3 separate regions of the Canis lupus genome follow, and all the other regions are linked to region 3. The links are chromatin contacts, called in public Hi-C maps. All regions are on one chromosome and are shown on one strand. Each heading gives the region's core, a stretch centred on a gene start, on an enhancer-like site or on the middle of the called end of the contact. The rest is flanking DNA. Distances are from core to core; before and after follow the strand shown. Region 1 overlaps STAT4 (signal transducer and activator of transcription 4). Region 2 has its middle 27 kb from the start of MYO1B. Region 3 has its middle 150 kb from the start of NABP1.

Region 1 (3,429 bases), core at 790-3,289, 320 kb after region 3:
AATAAAGGGCAAATTGGAGAGGAAGAACTAAAAGAAGAAATACAAGTTTTCCAGAAATAAAACATTCACAGATAATATGGTGCATGCCGACAATTCCAAAGAATCTACAAAAACCCTCTTGAACTAATAGGGGAGTTTTGCAAGATCACAGGATACATTGTCAATATACGAAAGTTACTTGCAATGAACAACTGGAATTTGAAATTTTAAAAGACTATAAAAAGTAATTTGATATAACCCTAACAAAAATGTTTAGGGTTTATATACAAAACATTAATGAAATACACCAAAGACCTCAGTAAGTGGAAAGATACACCACACCTCTTTTTGATTTGGTGTTCCTTTCTTTCATTTCCTTCAATATGACCACAATAAAAACCAAACCAGTCATTCTGAAGCCTGAGGAGAAAGAGGAGGTATCCAACAGAGAAAAAACATAATTTAATATAGATCATTAAATATGGGTCATTAGAGTTCACCAGTAGAAATCTTTTACTAAGCTCCTTTATTCTTTGCAAGTTTTGTGCCATGTTTTCTTCTCTCTCCCATTCTCTCCTCCTCTTTAGCTCCCTTTATATCTTTTCTTTTTCCCTTCCTTTCTTTTCTCTGCTATCTGCTCCACATTCCCAATTTCTATCTATGCCTTTAAATGGAGCCCTTTATCCATTTTTGTTTTGTTTTGCTTTCTCTCACTACCTCAAACAGCTTAACCAAGGATTTTTTTTTTTTTTCCTAAGCGAAGAGAGTCGAGAGGGGTGCCTGGGTGGCCCAGCCAGTTAAGCATCAGTCTCTGGCCCAGGAAATGATCCCAGTGCTCAGACTCCCTACTCGGCAGGGAGTCTGCTTCTCCTCCTCCCTCTGGCTCGTCCCTGGCTTGCTCTCTCTTGCTCAGTCTCTCTCTCTCTCTCAAATAAATAAATGAAATCTTTAAAAAAAATTTGAGAGAGACAGAAGGATAATCTCCTCTACCCTCTTCAACTTGGCATTTAGATAGAATTGATGTACATTACATCTTTATATTGACTTTATTTAAGCATTTATAAACCTATAAATGTTAGATATTATTATAATTATCAAAGGTAGTGGCAGTCCTAGTGAAAATGAAGTGCCTGGACAAGGCAAGTCAACTGAAAGAGCCCTCAGAACAGACTAAGGGGATGAGGCATTCCATCAAAGAATGGATGTAATACAAGGAAAATGACATTTCATTCTGATCCACTAAATATTCAATTCTGAGAGAGACCAATATATGAAAAAGTACATTAAATGGAAACAGAAGTAGAAACAGAAACACACTGGTAGAAACAGTCACCTTTCACACACTATAAGCAGGATGCTGTAGAACCACATAATTTGCTAAATGGTTTGGAAATCTGTTGGCAATGTGGCCACCATCCTGGCACATGCAGGACTGTTAAATGCATGGCTAACCGTCCATATAGCAAGGCAAATCTGGAGAATCAGAGTATACGCATCATCTTTGATTAATAGACTATCCAATGAGCCTCTCTATTTTGGAATCCGCGTTTGGATCCTTAAACTTACTTCTTCCGTAGCTCTTTGGGAAATTCATTGTGTTTCTTATATGAGTAGATAAGATTTTTAGTAAAGCCAATGATTACAAATGTTTCTGGAGCCAGACAGTCTTGAGTTTGACTCCCGAACCTGCCCTTTACCATCTGATTCCCGTTGACCAGTCCCTCTAACCTCATTAAGCCTAATCTCTTTGTCTGTTAGAAATCAGAATGATCCTTAATACTTCAGAGAATTGTGAGGAATTGGTAAAAACAATGCCTGTAAATCTCAGCACTCCATCTGGCATGCAGTTGGAGCTGAAAAAAGGCTGTTGGAGGAATGTTGTGATTTATAAACTGCTGTGCTCCTGAGGTGGCAGTAGAGGGAGCACAGTCCTTGGAAACCGGTCCTGAGGATACAACAAGACAGATCTTTAAAGCCCTTTGTAGACCTTGCCCCTGTTCTGCTGGAGCTTGAGGGACCTGCCTCCAGATGAGCTGAGACCCACACCACGCTGTCTTGTCCCAGTTACCCTCGCTGTCGTGCTCATTTGATACTAGCACAGGCTACCGTGGAGTTCAGCATGTCTGTACATGCGCGTTCTCTGTACCCAGCATCGGACTCTAACTCCCTCTAGTTTCCTAAGGACACATTAGAAAGGAAGCTTGGATGGGACGGGTAAGGTGCTTCCACAAACATGAAAATGAACAAATGTTTACATTCTTCGCACAAGAATTGGGAGAAGGTGGAGCTTGCTCACAACCAATGTCAGGGAAAGTGGTAGCCCCTTCCCTTCTCCTCCCCTTGACTCCCCCAGACGCAGACGCTGTAGAAAATCAAACAAGGGGTAGTGGAAGGGGAGGTGGGCGGGAGATGGGGTGACTGAATGACAGGCACTGAGGGGGGCACTGGACGGGAGTGGTGTGCTATATGTTGGCAAATCCAGCACCAATACAAAAATATACAAAAAAAAAAGAAAGAAAAAGAAAGAAAGAAAAAAGAAAGAAAGAAAGAAAGAAAGAAAGAAAGAAAGAAAGAAAGAAAGAAAGAAAGAAGAAGGAGAGGAAGGAAGGAAGGAAGGAAGGAAGGAAAGAAAAGAAAGACAAAGAAAAAGCAGTCAAGAACTGACTGTATCCTCTCGGCTTCTGATGCACAGATGTGAACCTGCCTATCTCACTTGACCCCTCTTCGTCTCCATTTGGAAACCCATCCGGAGGATGAGGAGAGAAGGGGAGGAGAGTTATCCTAGTCACTTTCAAAGCCTCCCAACTTGGTTGTTATGATTCTATTAAGAGCAGCTCTTGTCGAGTGTTTTCTCTTATCTTATTCCTTACACTAGATTTTTGAATCTTCCCAGCAATTTTATGGCGGATATACTATCCCCATTTTTACAGAGTTTGGAGCTTAGAGAGGTTACATAGCTGAGCTGACTTTGTGTAGCTAGAAAGTGGCACAGTCAGGACTTTCCTGCAAGTCTATAATCTGATATTTCCCAGTTAAGGGGAGGCAAAAAAAAATTAGAAATAGAGATTTAACTAGGGGGAATGGAGCATGGATTCTAGGGGGACAAGAATCTGCTGTGGTCTTTGAGCTTAGCAAACTGGGGGTTTCACTACGATGTGCTTTTCTTTGGTTTTATTTCTCTTCTCCTACTTCTCCAGCCTCCCCTCCCCCTGCCTTTCTTCTTTGTCTTTGACTCTAAGGGACTGATGAAACCAGGGTCCATGTAGGGCCAAGAAATTGGGGACCTGGCTATTTATTTGACTCTAACAAAGAAAAGTAAAGTGGACATAGAGATACCTGTTCTTAGAAGCCAGACTCAGTTCATGAAACAGGACGGTAGACAGAGGTTTAAGGCAGATGCTTTAACCAAGAAAAAAAAATGTTCATCTGAGGACAGATTCCCTCATGATA
Region 2 (3,190 bases), core at 62-2,561, 270 kb after region 3:
TATTATATCTGCATGCTGGTAAGGTAAGCCCTAAATCTGGATGAACAATCACAATCTCTTTTCAGCTCCACACACACGTGCTTTTTTTTTTTTTTAATAGCTTTTCTTGAACTTTTGGTTAGTGCCTCAGACTCAAAATATCGAGTCTGCAACGAACAAACACAAGAACTTTCCTCTAAAACCTCTACCTTTCCGACAGTTTCTCCCTTGGGAAATGGCAATGTCATCCACCCTCTTGTTCAGAACAGCCAGAGACCTTGACTCCCCCATCCCACTTCTTGCCTCGCTGCTTCGGGCTGCCATCAACATTTGGCTAAAATAATACCAAAGCTTTTGCACTGGTCTCTCCCCACCCACCCTATCTTCTCAAACCAGCCTCCCCATTTCGGTCATAAAACCTTTTAAACAATGCACACGATCATGTCCTTTTTCTATCTAAAATCCTCTAACTCTGGGCAGCCCAAGTGGCTCAGCGGTTTAGCGCCGCCTTCAGCCCAGGGCCTGATCCTGAAGACCCAGGGTAGAGTCCCACACTGGGCTTCCTGCATGGAGCCTGCTTCTCCCTCTGCCTTATGTCTCTGCCTCTCTCTCCCTCTCTCTCTCTCTCAAATAAATAAATAAAATCTTTAAAAAAATAAAAATAAAATAAAATCCTCTAACTCTAATGCACTCTTGTTGCCCAACAAGCCACCTCTCCAGCTTCCAGCCCCTTGGTCCCAATGGTCCCACTTTTTCTCTCCTTCCACTATATGTACTGGAATACTCTGCGCTGTTTGCCTTGAGCAGGCTACTCCCCACTTAGGAGCCTATGCAAATGCCATTTCTTTTGCCTGGAATGCTTGTCCTTCCTTTTGGCTTGTTACCTGGTTACCTCGTCCTATCACTTCCTCTTTGAAGCTTTCCCGGAGCTGAAGACTAGGTTGGGTTGGTCTGTTTTACATTCTTGTAAGACTTTGCACATTTGTAATGTTTACTTTTGTGTGATTATTTGTTTAACATGTATCTTCCCTGCTAGGTCAGGAGTTTCCCGATTGTGGGGGTTGGGTAATTCCTGCCCTGCTCATCTTTGCAGCGGAAGCACCTAGAGAAGTGACTGGCTCATTGCGGATGCCGAATCCACATTTCTTCCTCTAAGACCATCTTACATCTAGTACATAGTCCTCGCTTTACAGTAGCATTTAAGCCTGGAACTCGTCTTCGTGATGGTGCAGTCTGAGCCAAGCAAAATGTGGCCTACATTTACGTGCCCGGCTACTGAAAGGTCACATCATTAATTCCACCTCCTGGAACACGCATCTGGGCCTCCTGTGAGCAGAGCGATTAGAACGGGCGATGCAGAAGGAGGTGGATCCATGACTGTCCTCATTTCACAGGTAAGGCCTCGGAACAGGGCAACAGGAGTCAACCTGTTCACAGGTTAACAGGAGGAACTTGCCCGGGTTATGCCGCAGTAACCTGCAGGGCTGGCGTTTGAAGAAACCGGCATTTGAGTTTGGATCTGAAACAGATGTGCACTTCCCCATGACCCCTGGGGACTGTCCCCGGGAGCGCCCTCCTCCCCGGGGCTAAACAGGCCCAGCCCTGAGGTCCTGCAGTTCTCCCCGACTCCTGGCCCAGGGCACCCACAGAGGAGGCACCGCAGGCCCCATGGCGAGGGGCTGGTGCCACCTGCTGGACACAGTTGCTGTGCTGCCTCCAATGGGCCACTTTTTATGGTTTCTTTCTTTCTTCTTTCTTTCTTTCTTTCTTTCTTTCTTTCTTTCTTTCTTTCTTTCTTTCTTTTTTTTTCTTTTTGAAAGATCCTCCACTTGTTGACAGTTGTCACTAACATAGCTCCCCATTCCTGTGGATTTTAGGAACTTGTTAATAATTGTTACACAATGACACACTCAGGCACTAGCCTCAGCTTCTTAGGCATGAATTCCTCTTTCTTTTTCTTTTAATCGTTATTTAATTTTTTTGAGTCCACACTCAAGTTTGACAAAAACAAACGGAAGAAAGTTCTTTGTCAGTGTCATTCAGCACCTTTTTCTCCCGTGATAATAAGAAAGGCGAAATTTGTTTACAATTAGACTTAAACTTTGTGTGTCTCTTTCTTCTTAAGATGGGGATCCCGGTAGCACTTCCCTCAGAGAGCTGCGGGGAGAAGCACATCCGCATCCAGGGGAGTGGAGCCAGCACCTGATCAGGCTCAGGAGGTGCTGTCTGCTATTTGCATTATTCCACGGGGACAGGGAATGCTTTTCTAGAGGATTAAGACAAAGAGACCTTTCAAAATCTGGCATGCTCCACTTACTCTGTTTGAAAGCAAGGATGGCATAAGAGAAGCTTGGCTATTACAACTGGCACACAATTATGCGTTAAAGTTTTCCCTCATGCTATAAATGCTTCCTGCATCTCCACTGTATGCTGAGGAGGCCAGAAAAGCAATAGTGGGGGACAAGAGGCCCTGCCTGCACAGAACTTAGAGTCTAGGGACAGAATGTATCTGTGAGCTGATGGAGCAAATAGCCCGAGAAGGAGAGGTGCTCTGTCCAGAAGCAGATGGAGGAGGCCCCTGATGCAACTTGCCCCCTGCCCCGCCCCCCCAGAGACGGACTTTGCCTCTGGGAACCCTGGTGAGCACTCCCTCCCGGAGGCGTCCTCTTCCTCTAGCTGACTTTCTTTATCACCTTGAAATTCCCTCTCCCTCTCTTTTTAGGCGGCTGCCAAGTACTACAAGCTAAGGATGTGAACAATCACATCTTCAGCTGTTGCCTAGGAACAGAGTCCTTCCAAGTGGTCTTTGCATTTCAAGGAACAACTTTAAATCTATTCACTGTCCAAGCCCCAGACCTAAATGTCACCAAATGTCCTTTTTGACCTTAAGATTCTTAGTCAAATCTAGTTCAACAACAGTCAATACAATGGTGGCCAAATGACCATCAGGAAAAAAACAAAAAACAAAAAAAAAAAGAATTTTAGTAAGTAACACAATTTCAAGTTCTAATCCATGTAAAAGTGCTTTGAAAGAGGCAAAAAGCACACGACAAGTGTGACATATAGTTTTTCCTGTGTATGCCTACTTACTCCCTCACTCCATGGATATTGAGAGGTTCAGCTTGGGAACATGTTTCTGGCTCCTGGGTCCAGACATCCTGGTTATAACAGCTGTCACATAAATGACCACCATAAACCAGGGGCTTTTATG
Region 3 (3,107 bases), core at 33-2,532:
CTAAATCCTTTTCTTCTTCTTCTTCTTCTTTTTTTTTTTTTTTTTTTTTTTAAGATTTTGCTTATTTTAGAGAGAGAGCGAGCATGAGCAGGGGCAGAGGTAGAGAGAGAATCTCAAGCATACTCCCTGCTGAGCACGGAGCCCAATGCAGGGTTGAATCTTAGGACTCTGGGATCATGACCTGAGCCAAAATCAGGTTACACACATAACCTACAGAGCCACCCAGGCTCCCCAGCAGTGCTAAATCCTTAAGTGTTTGATTTTAGGCAAAATTTTGGCACTATAAAGTGTTAGGTTAAAACTTCACTTCAGAATACTTGTTCAACTCAGAACATCAAAGCTTTTGCTTTAATAATTACAGTAATGCTTCTTGTTCCTGTGTAAGGACAATGGAGAGACAAGGCAACAATAGTCCCCAGTGAAGTCTCGCACTGGTTTAGTACCTACTGTACAAGGAAGAGAGAAGAGTAAATCCACAAGGGGGAGACAGGTACTTGCTGAATTTCCTCAGAGAGAGCCAAAAAAAAAAAAAAAAAAAAAAAAAAAGAGAGAGAGAGAGAGAGAAGAAAGAAAGAAGGAAAGAAAGAAAAAAAGAGTAATTCTATTCAAGAACTTCTTGAAATTTTTTAAGATGTCTTAGGTTTAGTCTTTTTACAAAGAGGATTCAATTTCTCTTCTAGAAAATAAAACAATCTTAGATCATAGAAAATCTTGGAACATGGAGATAGACATGTAGACACACAAAATTCCATGCAGTGATTCATCTAAAAATAAAGTGTGAGGAGAGAAAAAGGAAAAAGGGGGAAGACGGGAGATGAAGAAGGCGGGAGTACAATAACCCCAGGCTGCAGGGTTATTGAGCTGGGGTCCCAGGGCTAGTGTTGCCTCCAGTGCGCCCCTGAGGCCCTGCACCCCTGCGCCCCTGTGCCCCTGTGCCCCCTGAGGCCCTGCACCCCTGCAGCCCTGCACCCCTGCAGTCCTGCCCCCTGCGCCCCCTGCAGCCCTGCACCCCTGTGCCCCTGTACCCCTGCACCCCTGTGCCCCCTGTGGCCCTGCACCCCTGCGGCCCTGCACCCCTGCAGCCCTGCACCCCCTGCTCCCCTGCAGCCCTGCACCCCTGTGCCCCTGCGCTGCCCACCTCCCAGCCCCATTTAGGGGGAGCTATGGAAGCACCTCCAGTTGACTGGCGTACACTTAGGAGTTACTGGGACCTCTCCTGTCCCCTCTTCCTCCTCCCCATCTTCCCCAGGCCGCTTTGCAGGGCCTGCCCGGCCTCCAGAACCGAAGCCTCCTGTGTGGGCCTGCCACCATCTGCTTCCACTCCCCCAGGATGGAGGCAGCTCTCTCTGGGCTGAGTAGGTCCATTCTTCTCTCTGGCTCCCTACCCTCGGGGGCAGTTTGGGTGCCCCTCCCTTATATCTAACCTTTCAATCGGCCCTTAGAGAAGAGGGTCCCATCTAGAAAGAGACACCAGTGGAATCTGGTTCCCAAGAGGACTTTTTGACAGAGGCCGTGACCGTCTCCCAGCAGCCTTTGCTCCCCCAACCTGGCCTGTGGCATCCCGGCCCTCCAGCCCACCCCATCTTGCTTGCTCTCAGCTGCCGGGGCGCTCACTCCTTGCGCTCAGGCTGCGGCCTCCTTGTCCGCCCTGGGCGGAAGCTCGGCCCAGGACCTGGAGGGCAGGAGGGGAGGAGTGGGGCCGCCACCTGCCACCAGCCGGTGTGTCTTCCCTGCTGGGAGGGGACGAGGGGCCAGGTGGGGAGGGGAGCAGGGGGGACATGAGCAGAGCGGTGATCCCCGGGAGGTGGCAGCAAGCCCAGTTGGCTCCCCGTCACCCAACGCGGCCTGCTTCCCCAGCAGCTGTACCTTGCTTGGCTTTGGTGTGCCAGCGTGGGTGTGCCCTCCATTCGGGGGTCATTTTGAGGTGATCCCCACGGTTTCCAGAAACCTCCACCCATCACGCTGCCACAATGCATGCTTGTCTGACGGAGGAGGATAAGGCCGGGGCCACAGGAGGAGCCCTGCTGCTCTAGGACTTCCCAGCAGTCGGGGCATAGGCCCCCGTGTGACCATATGTTACGTGGGGCCAGTGCCACTTAGTCTGCAGCCTCTCCATGGGGTCACACGAGGGCAGACAAGGCGAGGACTTTCAGATCGCACCCTGAGGAGCCCCGAGGATGTAACCAAGAGCCCACTCTGGCAATGTGGAGGGTGGGGGGCTCTCAGATCCCCCCCACGTGCACACACACATGCACACACGCACACAGACACACGCACACTGCAACCAGGAGAGCCAGTTGGCCTCACCTAGAGTCTGACCTGGTGGATGAGGATCTGCTTCCTCTTTATGACCCAGATCCAAGGGCTCTCGGGCCAGGGCGCGGCCGTGGGCACAGAGTGGGCTTCCCTGGCTGCACCGGGCTGTGCGTGCCCCTCCACAGCCACCTCACGCACCCCACCGGCGACACCGCAGCCCCTCTTCCCTGCCGGGATGATGATCCTGAGCGACACCCGCACCGGGAAGCAGACTAGTGCCTCCGGAGCGTGAGCAGCCCGTGGGGTGAGGACAGGTGAGCGGGGCAGGCACGGACTGTGGGCGGCCTGGGCCTGGGCTGTCCCTGGGCTGTCCTGCACCTCAGCTGACCCGGCTGCCAGGGGGGCTCCGGGGACCTCGCAGCCCACTACCTGCCGCAGCCGACGGCCCGGGCCTGTTTCCTCCCGGACCTGCGTCCCTGAGAGCACCCCCTGCACGGGGATGAGCAGGGGTGCAGCTCGGGGGGGGGGCGCCGGGCCCCAGCCCCCGGGCCACCTGAGCCACCGGGACTCGGGGTCACTGGAGGCCCCCCCCCCGGGACCCTGCCACCCCACGGCCCCTGCGGAGGCCCAAGGCCCAGAGGACGGCCCGGGAGGGGTGGCAGCCGTGTCGGGGACTGCGGCTGAGTCAAGTCTGCAACACTCCTGTCGTGAATTATATGACTGCCTCCAACGGCCTCTGTCCCAGGGCCCCAAGGCGGGGGCCACCCAAGCACCTGGGGCAGGAAGATGCATAAGCGAGCAGACACACGGCCGCGGCGGGACAGGGGGACAGGGGGACAGGGGTGCGCGTG

Evidence for each region. A called contact is a pair of places that touch in the nucleus more often than the background predicts.
Region 1: a Hi-C map of skin fibroblasts shows a contact between it and region 3, with 2.1 times the contacts expected there. The contact joins two enhancer-like sites. A contact is called at or near these places in 3 of 9 Hi-C or Micro-C datasets (amygdala, liver and skin fibroblasts).
Region 2: a Hi-C map of amygdala shows a contact between it and region 3, with 2.4 times the contacts expected there. The contact joins two enhancer-like sites. A contact is called at or near these places in 4 of 9 Hi-C or Micro-C datasets (amygdala, blood, liver and 1 more).

The regions. Positions count from the first base shown.
Region 1 is chr37:1,560,786-1,564,214 of UU_Cfam_GSD_1.0, reverse strand. All of the region lies in intron 2 of STAT4 (signal transducer and activator of transcription 4), which reads left to right. Among named protein-coding and RNA genes, the nearest start is that of STAT4, 16 kb to the left of the region's middle. Within about 2 kb of position 2,039, at least 3 of the 20 cell types and tissues checked have an H3K27ac peak or open chromatin away from gene starts, as enhancers often do.
Region 2 is chr37:1,610,267-1,613,456 of UU_Cfam_GSD_1.0, reverse strand. No RefSeq gene overlaps it. Among named protein-coding and RNA genes, the nearest start is that of MYO1B, 27 kb to the left of the region's middle. Within about 2 kb of position 1,311, at least 3 of the 20 cell types and tissues checked have an H3K27ac peak or open chromatin away from gene starts, as enhancers often do.
Region 3 is chr37:1,879,381-1,882,487 of UU_Cfam_GSD_1.0, reverse strand. No RefSeq gene overlaps it. Among named protein-coding and RNA genes, the nearest start is that of NABP1, 150 kb to the left of the region's middle. Within about 2 kb of position 1,282, at least 3 of the 20 cell types and tissues checked have an H3K27ac peak or open chromatin away from gene starts, as enhancers often do.